2 separate regions of the Oryctolagus cuniculus genome follow, and region 2 is linked to region 1. Evidence: chromatin contacts called from public Hi-C data. All regions are on one chromosome and are shown on one strand. Each heading gives the region's core, a stretch centred on a gene start, on an enhancer-like site or on the middle of the called end of the contact. The rest is flanking DNA. Distances are from core to core; before and after follow the strand shown. Region 1 has its middle 32 kb from the start of SMIM10L3. Region 2 overlaps CYTH3 (cytohesin 3).

Region 1 (4,547 bases), core at 1,183-3,682:
AGCAGCGGGTTTTTTGCTTACATCATGAATGGCTTCAAGAGGCAAAGTTAAAATCTGACTCGAGGGGCCAGCACTGTGGCTTAGCCGGTAAAACTGCCACCTGCAGCAATGGCATCCAGTATGGGTGCTGGTTCGAGCCTCGGCTGTTCCACTTCCAACCCAGCTCTCTGCTGATGGCCTGGGAAAGCAGCAGCAGATGGCCCAAGTGCTTGGGCCCCTGCGCCCACATCGGAGACCCGGATGAAGCTCCTGGCTTCCATCTGACCCAGCCCCGGCTGTTGTGGCCATTTGGGGAGTGAACCAGCAGATGGAAGACATCTCCTTCCCCCTTCCTTCTCTCTCTCTCTCTCTCTCTCTGTGTGGCTCTTTCAAATGAATAAATCTGTAAAAAAATAATAATAATAAAGAAAGAAAGAAATCTGACTTGAACTTCTTAGGTCATTGCCATATTTCATGTTTCCAACAACTAGGTGATGATCGGGGCCGGCGCTGCGGCGCAGTGGTTAAGTCCTGGCCTGAAGCGCTGGCATCCCATATGGACACCGGTTCGAGACCCAGCTGTCCCACTTCTGATCCAGCTCTCTGCCTGGGATAGCAGTAGAAGATGGCCCAAGTTCTTGGGCCCCTGTACCCACGTGGGAGACCTGGAAGAAACTCCTGGCTCTTGGCTTCGGATCAGCACAGCTCCGGCCGTTGCGGCCAATTGGGAAGTGAACCAGCGGATGGAAGACCTCTCTCTAACTCTGACCTTCAAATAAAAATAAATAAATCAAAAAAAAAAAAAAAAAAAACTAGGTGGTGATTATGAGGTTGTTTCTTGGGGAAAGAACCAAAGTGGGGAGAAGCCGGCGGTTGGTCCAAGCGCTGGAAAGGGGAGTGGGAGAGGGTTCTAGTCCTCTGTGACCTGCAGAGCAGAGACGGAGAACAGCTGGATGCGTTTCAGACTGCGGCAATCCTGACAGGAAGGGGGAGAAGGGGTTCAGGAGGCCGGAGGTCTGTGCCGGGGGTGGGCAGGCGATATCGCCCTTGGCAGCCTGGATCTGGAACACTTACCTCGCAAGCCGCAGCTCCTGGCGCAGGCCAGGCCAGCACACTACAGCTCCTGCCTAACCTCTGGGACCCCAAGTCAGCTGGGACTGATGGGTGGGGGGCCCTGGCAGAAGCCTCTGCCCAAGCCGCTGGGGTGCAGTCGGCAAGTGCTTGAGAGCTTCAACCTCTTTTTTTTTTTTTAATTTATTTGACAGAGTTAGCGAGACAGGGAGACAGTGAGAGAGAGAGAGAGAAAGGTCTTCCTTCCCTTGGTTCACCCCCCCCCCCAAATGGCCACTACGGCCGGAGCTATGCCAAGCCGAAGCCAGGAGCCAGGTGCTTCCTCCTGGTCTCCCATGTGGGTGCAGGGTCATCCTCCACTGCCCTCCTGGGCCACAGCAGAGAGCTGGACTGGAAGAGGAGCAGCCAGGACTAGAACCCGGCGCCCATATGGGATGTGAGTGCCGCAGGCGGAGGATTAAACAAGTGAGCCACAGGGCCGGCCCCGAGAGCTCCAACCTCTTGCGGCAGTCCCATGCTAATGACCTGGGGTCACCCACTAACCGGTGGATACTTGAGATCAACTTCTGTTTTGCTCACCTATTTTTTAAGATTTATTTATTTATTTGAAAGGCAGAGTTACGGAGCAAGGGAGAGACATAGAGAAAGATCTTCCTTCTGTTGGTTTATTCCCCAGATGGCTTAGGCTGGTCAGGAGCCTGGAACTCCATCCAGGTCTTCCACGTGGGTGGCAAGGGTCCAAGTACTTGGGCCACATTCCACGGCTTTCTCAGATGCATCAGCAGAGAGCTGATCAGACTTGGAGCAGCCGGGACTCAAACCGGAGCTCCTACGGCATGTGGGCACTGCAGGTGGCGGCTTAACCCACTGCGCCTCAACGCCAGCCCCAATTCACCTGTTTCAGAGCCCAGCATGCCGTCAAACACAAAAGAGAGACATGCCCTGGAAAACTAGAAGTGAGACTGCCGCGGGTTTGGAGCCCTGGCCTGTCCATTTCCTGTCTGTGTCTGGAAGACTCCTTATGTCACAGGAGGAGCTGGCTCCAAGTCCTATTTTTGGCATGAGAGGTGAGGCTGGTGGCCAGGAGGGGAGGCCCCCAGTGGCTCCAGAGGGCGGGGTGGGAGTGGGGGAGGGACGGCACAGGATGTTCTCATGAATCATCCTAGGCTCGGGGAACTGTCCTGTGTGCAGTGCCAAGGTCAAGTTCGAAAGCTAAGACTGTATTTAAAATTGCACACCCCAGGGAGAGGGTGAAGACTACTGCACACAGCAGGGCTGGGACCCCTAAGGCTGGGCATCTTCAGACATGCAAAGTGGAATGGAGGCGAGGCAGAGAGAGGCTGCCCGCAGCCTGAGCTGCCAGGGAAGCGAGACAGAGCTCCCAGCTCCTACAGGGAATGAGGAGCGAGAGGGAAGAGGGGTTCAGAGGAAGCCACGCACAGGGGCAGGCGTCTGGCCGAGCAGCGGAGACACCCAAGCGTCCTGTCAGACGTCAGACAGCCTGTGTTCCACTTCCACCTCCAGCTCCTGACTCCAGCTTCCTGCCAGGGCAGGAGCCCACGGGTGTCGGCAGCGATGGCTCAAGCTCAAGGGACTGGATCCCCAACACCCACGGAAAGACTTGGATCGTGTTCCCCTGTGGGGAGCAATCCGGACTGGACTGAGTTACTGGAATTAAGACTTATTCTATGCATCTGCTCTCCCACAATATGGCGCTGGGAGAGAAGTAAACAGCTTCCGCACAGCTGCCTCCAGTTCAACCAATAAACTGTAGGACTTGCTCCTGATTGGAGAGCAGCGTACTCGGCGTGTGGGCAGCCGAGTTGGGATTGGCGGAGGAGGACTATAAAGGAGGAGAGAGACGGCATGCACCAGGAACATCTAAGAAGGAACATCTAAGGGGAACACCTGTGCAGCCCCCGAGAGAGCCGGCCGGCGGTGTGCCGCTCCCCTGCGGAAGTGGGGAATGTGGCCAGGGGGAACTGCCCTTCCACGGAGGTGGAAGGGACAGTAGCCAACCCGGGAAGAACCAGCAGCAAACCCGGGGAGGGCCGAGCAGACGAAAGAACAGCGCAGGGTCCTGTGTCGTTCCTCCACGAAGAGGGGGAGCGACATAATGGTGCCGTGACTCGGATATGGAGCCTAGGCAGGGCTTGGTGTCGTTCCTCCACGAAGAGGGGGAGCGACATAATGGTGCCGTGACTCGGATAGGAAACCTAGGGCGGATAGGAAACTTAGGAGGGAAGAAGTGACTCGGATAGGAAACCTGACTCGGATAGGAAACTTAGGAGGGAAGAAACGGGAAGAACTGGGAAATTACCGGAGAGAGAGACTAGCAAACAGCCTAGGGAAAAGCCGGACGAAAAGGGTGCCGGAAGAAACTATTGAAAGCCTAGGCATAGATTCGGATACGGACTACGGGGGGAAGCTGGGAGAAATCTCTAAGGTCGAAGGCGAAAGTGAAAGCTAGAACAAACAGACTCGGATGCGGACTGTGGGGAGAGGCCAGGAGAAATGAGGGAGGAGTATTGTTGGAGGAAAGCTTGGGGAAACATACCGGGTAGAGAAAAATGTTAGGGAAATTGAAGCCGCGGGGGGCAGGCCAAGGCGGAAACGAAAGCCACTTTGGGGTTCTCAAGTTAGCCCGGGAATGGGGGGCGAAAAGTTGAAACCAGAAGCTGAAACGTAAGCCAGATTGGGATCCGTCTGATTAGCCCGGGGAGCAAAGGACGGGAAGCCAAACCGTGGGGCGGAGACGTATGCTGGGTTGAATTCGCCAGGCTAGCCCGGGGAACTTAGATTGAATGCTAGTGGCGGACACGTAAGCTACGCTGTGTTACTCGCGGAAGCCACCGCGTGCAGAGAGAGCACGGGGCGTGAATAGATAGGGAACGGGGCTGGCACGAGGCCGTGGTGCAGACGCGAAGGGCGTGGAGACCGCGGAGTGTGTGCGCGCAAAGCCGAGCTGCGCAGATGAGAGAGGCGCGGGCTGAAGCGGCTCAGCCGGGAAGCCGCCGAGAAGTAGCCTCGGGGCGGGCAGCAGGAAGCTGCGGGGATAAGAGAAACAGAAGTTTAGAAGTAGAAGAGAAATAGGAATGCTGGAAGATAGAAGTAAAATGGGAGAAATAGGAATGCCCGGAGATAGAGAAATAGAGAAATAGAAAGGCCTCCCTACAACACTGCAATGTGAGAGCTTGGATTCGGTCTGCCTGATTAAGTGAGGCGATGAGCACGATGAGCACCTGCGGCGGCTAGCAGCTTATGCGCCGCAGGTCACCGAAGACAGGCACGAATTAACATCAGTAAGGCCTCCCCACAAAAAGGCAATGAGAAGGCTTGGATTCGGTTTGCCTTATAGGGCTTGTAAGCCCCTGCAGGCAGAGCAGAGCACGCGCTGCAGGGCACCGAACACAGGCACGCATCAGCGCCTAAAAACCTCCTCACAACATGGCGAAGAGAGGACCCGGATTTGGTTTGCCTGATTGATAGGACTTGTA
Region 2 (4,599 bases), core at 1,723-4,222, 76 kb before region 1:
CAGGCCCCTCTTCTCCTCACAGGATACATTCCAAGACTCCCAGTGGACGCCTGATCGTACTGTGGCTACTGCTGGAACTCCACCTGCAAGGTCTTCAAAAAGCTCACAGAACAACGCGTATTATGAAAATACTATGTATGGATTTCAAAATATTCTTGCACGGAAATAGTTTTATTTATTTATTTATTGACAGGCAGAGTGGACAGTGAGAGAGAGAGACAGAGAGAAAGGTCTTCCTTTTTGCCGTTGGTTCACCCTCCAATGGCCGCCACGGCTGGTGCGCTGCAGCCGGTGCACTGTGCTGATCCAAAGGCAGGAGCCAGGTGCTTCTCCTGGTCTCCCATGGGGTGCAGGGCCCAAGCACTTGGGCCATCCTCCACTGCACTCCCGGGCCACAGCAGAGAGCTGGCCTGGAAGAGGGGCAACCGGGACAGAATCCGGCGCCCCAAACGGGACTAGAACCTGGTGTGCCGGTGCCGCTAGGTGGAGGATGAGCCTATTGAGCCGCGGCGCCGACCTAATGGAGTGATTCTAACCATGTCCTGTAATGAGCTATGCAGAACTTAGGAATTGTTTACTTCTGGAGTTTCCCATTCAGTATCCGCAGTCTGCAGTTAACCACGAGTAATGAAGCCTTGGAAAGTGAAACCAGGGGAAAGGGGGGAACACCGTATCTGGGAATGCTGTACTTTTCTGCTCAACTTTACCGTGGATCTGAAACTACTCCTAATAAAGCCTATAAAACAGGGGCAACAAAGAAGGAGCCCTTCCTCTCCACGCACTGAGGCTCCCACACGCCATTCACCCAGGTTCCATCCTCAGTTCTCCTTCCTCTTTAGCAACCTAAGAGAAGCTGTCACTATTTCAACCAGTGTCTAACTTAACGGCTTCTGAATTTTATTTCCAGCCCTATTTTCACTCATAAATTCCAAACATGCATCTCCCAGTGGATGACCCATTGGCTTCTCAAAATCACCATTTGAGGGGCCGGTGCTGAGGCGCAGCTGGTTAAGCTGCTGCCTGCAAGCCAGCATCCCATACAGGTGCTGGTTCCAGTCCCAGCTGCTCCACTTCCATCCAGCTCCCTGCTGATGGACCTAGGAAAGCAGCGGAAGATGGCCCAAGTGCTTGGATCCCTTCAATCACGTGGGAGACCCAGAGGAATCTCCCTGCTTCTGGCTTTGGCCTGGCCTAGCCCTGACCATTGTGGCCATTTTGGAGGTAAACCAGCAGATGGAAGATCTGTCTCTCCCTCACTTTGCCTTTCAAATAAAAATAGATAAATCTTTTTTTACACATCAGCATTTCAAACAGAACTTATGGGGCCAGCACCATGGCATAGCAGGTAAAGCTGCTGCCTGCAATGCCAGTATCCCATATGGACACTGGTTCAAGTCCAGATTGCTCCACTTCCAATCCGACTCCTTGCTTATGGCCTGGGAAAAGCAGCTGAAGATGGTCCAACTGCGTGGATCCCTGTCACTCATATTCAAGACCCGGATGAAGCTCCTGCCTCTTGGCTTGGGCCTGGCCCTGCCAGGTGTTGCTGCCATTGGGAAGTGAACCAGCAGACGGAAGATGAATTTTTCTTTAAATCTTTCAAATAAATAAATAAATCTTTTGAAAACAAAGAAACAGAACTCATGAGCAATTCAACTGGACAAGAGACTAAAACAAGGAGAAAAATCAGAAAGAAGGAGACAAAATTACCACTTGCCAAACAAATAACTGCATAAGTGGAAAACCCAAGAAATCCAAATGAAAAGCCATGTTTCTAAAAACAATCATTTGCTAAGCTAATGAAACATAATAAAATTAACACACAGAAGTCAAAAGCTTTTGGGGATGGAGCTATGCATAGCAGGCTAAGCATCTGCCTGCGGTGCCATATTATGTCCTGGCTGCTCCACTTCTGATCCAGCTCCCTGCTAATGGCCTGGGAAAGCAGCAGAAGGTGGCCCAAGTGCTTGGGCCCCTGCACTACATGGGAGACCCAGAAGAAGCTCCTGGCTCCTGGCTCTGGCCTGGCCCATCCCCGGCCGTTGTGACCATCTGGGGAGTGAACAAGAAGATGGAAGATCTCTGTCTCTCGTTCTCTCTAGTTCTGCCTTTCAAATAAGTAAAAATCTAAAAAACAAAAAAATCAAAAGCTTTCATAATCCCAAACCATAACTAGTTAGATGAAAAAATGGAAAAGAATACTTCATTCACATTAGCGGTGACACATCAAATACCCAGAAATAAATTTCATAGTAACTGTCTAAAACTCCTGGAAAGGAAGGAAAACTTTAACACACCTGAACAGACGAAAAGGCACATCATCAAGATGTCACGCTCTCCAAGTTAATTTGTAAGTGTAACGCAATCTGAACTAAAGCAGGCGCTATCCATTTTCTGTTGGTGGATGAGCAGATTCTACGGTGAGAAGGGAAAGCAAGAAAGAAAAGCCAGGAAAACTCTGCTGAGGAGTAACACTGAGGTGGGCAAAGGCTAATCTGATATGAGATTACCACAGCCTCAGGAGGACAGACCAACACAACAGAAGTCCACAAAGACCCACATAAGACAAAAGCTTCGGGGTAAAGATGACCTTTTTAATAAACGGTGTCAGGGGAAATGTAACCATCTGGGGAAGAAAAGATAAAGCAGTATCTACACCTCACACCACACACCAGGCCAAACTCCAGACAGTAGGAAAATCTAAATGTAGAAAATGAAACCACAAAAGTACAAGAAGGAAATAGCACAGATGAATCCCTTTATAATCCTGGAACGAGAGACCTCTTTTAAGTATGACTCAAAATTGAGATCCAGAAAACAAATAAAAAGGATCTTCTGCTATTCAAAAACAAAAACAGAGCCTAGTGCTGTGGCGTAGTGGGTAAAGCTGCCATCTTCGGCGCTGGAATCCCATATGGGCTCCAGTTAGAGTCCCGGTTGCTCCACTTCCAATTCATCTCCCTACTAGTGTGCCTGGAAAAGCAGCCGAAGACGCACCAAGAGCTTGGGACCCTGTACCCATGTGGGGGACCCAGAAGAAGCTCCTGGCTTCTGGCTTTGGACTGGTCCAGTCCTGGCTGTTACAGCCATGTGGGGAGTTTAACAGTGGATGGAAGATCCCTTTGTTTCCTTCTCTCTAACTCTGCCTTTCAAATAAATAAATGAACCAAAAACAAACAAACAAACAAACAAACAAACAAAAAAACCACACAGCCAGGGGCCGGCACTATGGCACAAGGGGTTAAGCCACCACTATGACAGCAGCAAACCATAGAGGAGCAGGTTCAAGTCCCAGCTGCTCTGCTTCCAATCCAGCTCCCTGACAGTGATCATCTGAAACCAGCGGATGATGGCCCAAGTGCTTGGGTCCCTGTCACCAATGTAGGAGACCCAGATGGAGTTCTAGACTCCTGGCTGGCCTGGCAGGCTTTCGGGGAGTGATCGATCTCTGTTTCTGTCAGTCTGTCTCCTCCTCTCTTAACTCTGCCTTTCAAAAAAATAAATCTTAAAAATAAACAAAAAGTCAAAGTCAAAACAGAAAGAGCAAATTGGGAGGTTAACATCTGCAGTCCATGGGAACTAATCCCCTGAATACACAAAGATCCAGAAATTGAAGAGGAAAGGACTAATAACCCAGTATCTCAAGACAGACAAGCAGATACCAGGACATGTCCTCTGACCCACCAGACACACAAAGCCACACCGAACGCTCTGTGGATCCAACTCGGGAACTGGGCTTTCTCCCACATGGCTGGGTCGTGGGTGGGGAGGGAAGTGTGATACCATCTACACTTCAAATGCAGTTTCCCTTTTGGCTCAAGAATCCCACTTCTGAAAATTTATCTCGCAGATAAATCTGCAAAAAAAAATGGCATATTCACAAGACCATTCTCTGCAAAATATTATCAAAAGATTAGAAAACGACCAGCATTGTTCAGCGGTCATGCTGCTGTTTGGGATGCCTGCATCCCATATCAGAGGGTGGCAGGACTGAGTCCCCGCTGCTCTGCTTCCGATCCAGCTTCCTGCTAATGCACCTGGGAAGGCAGTGGGTGATGGCCTAGGTACTTGGGCCCCTGCCAGCCACGTGGGAGACTTGGATGGAGTTCCTGACTCCTGGGCTCTGCCTGATCCAGACCTGGCTGTTGCAGCCATTTGAGGAGTCAATCAGTTGGTCTCTCCCTCTGTCACTCTGCCTTTCAGATAAATAAAACCTTTAAGAAAAATAGTAAATCAGCAAGATGACTGCATGAACAGAAATTCTCTCAGTCATGCTACAAATCAACACCATTCTGCTCCTCACACAGCCTATGTGCTATGACCCCAGGGTATACCAATCCTCAGGCTGCATGAGAGGTCTGAAAACAAAAAGGACTCAGGCAAGAGGGCCCTGAGTCCCACTACTGGAAGCACTACTTTCCAAGGGTGCCTGGGGGGGCATGTCCCCCACCAATCATTGCCCCCGACACACCTCGGGAGGGAAAGGCTGTGCCTCCCAAGGTGGCTGCAAATACATCAAGCCTCGTCTCCCAATTCCAGGTGCCCAAAAAGTGCCGCTCCACTCCCACCCCAAAATCACCAGACCACAATCTGTCTGCC

The links. Hi-C and Micro-C count contacts between places; a contact is called where the count stands out from the background.
Region 2: a contact with region 1 is called in a Hi-C map of an unstated tissue, with 5 times the contacts expected there. The contact joins two enhancer-like sites. A contact is called at or near these places in 3 of 6 Hi-C or Micro-C datasets (ear pinna, psoas muscle and an unstated tissue).

The regions. Positions count from the first base shown.
Region 1 is chr19:40,136,371-40,140,917 of mOryCun1.1, reverse strand. No RefSeq gene overlaps it. Among named protein-coding and RNA genes, the nearest start is that of SMIM10L3, 32 kb to the right of the region's middle. Within about 2 kb of position 2,432, at least 4 of the 8 cell types and tissues checked have an H3K27ac peak or open chromatin away from gene starts, as enhancers often do. A contact at or near this core is called in ear pinna, where this site is marked.
Region 2 is chr19:40,212,489-40,217,087 of mOryCun1.1, reverse strand. All of the region lies in intron 1 of CYTH3 (cytohesin 3), which reads right to left. Among named protein-coding and RNA genes, the nearest start is that of CYTH3, 33 kb to the right of the region's middle. Within about 2 kb of position 2,972, at least 1 of the 8 cell types and tissues checked has an H3K27ac peak or open chromatin away from gene starts, as enhancers often do. A contact at or near this core is called in ear pinna, where this site is marked.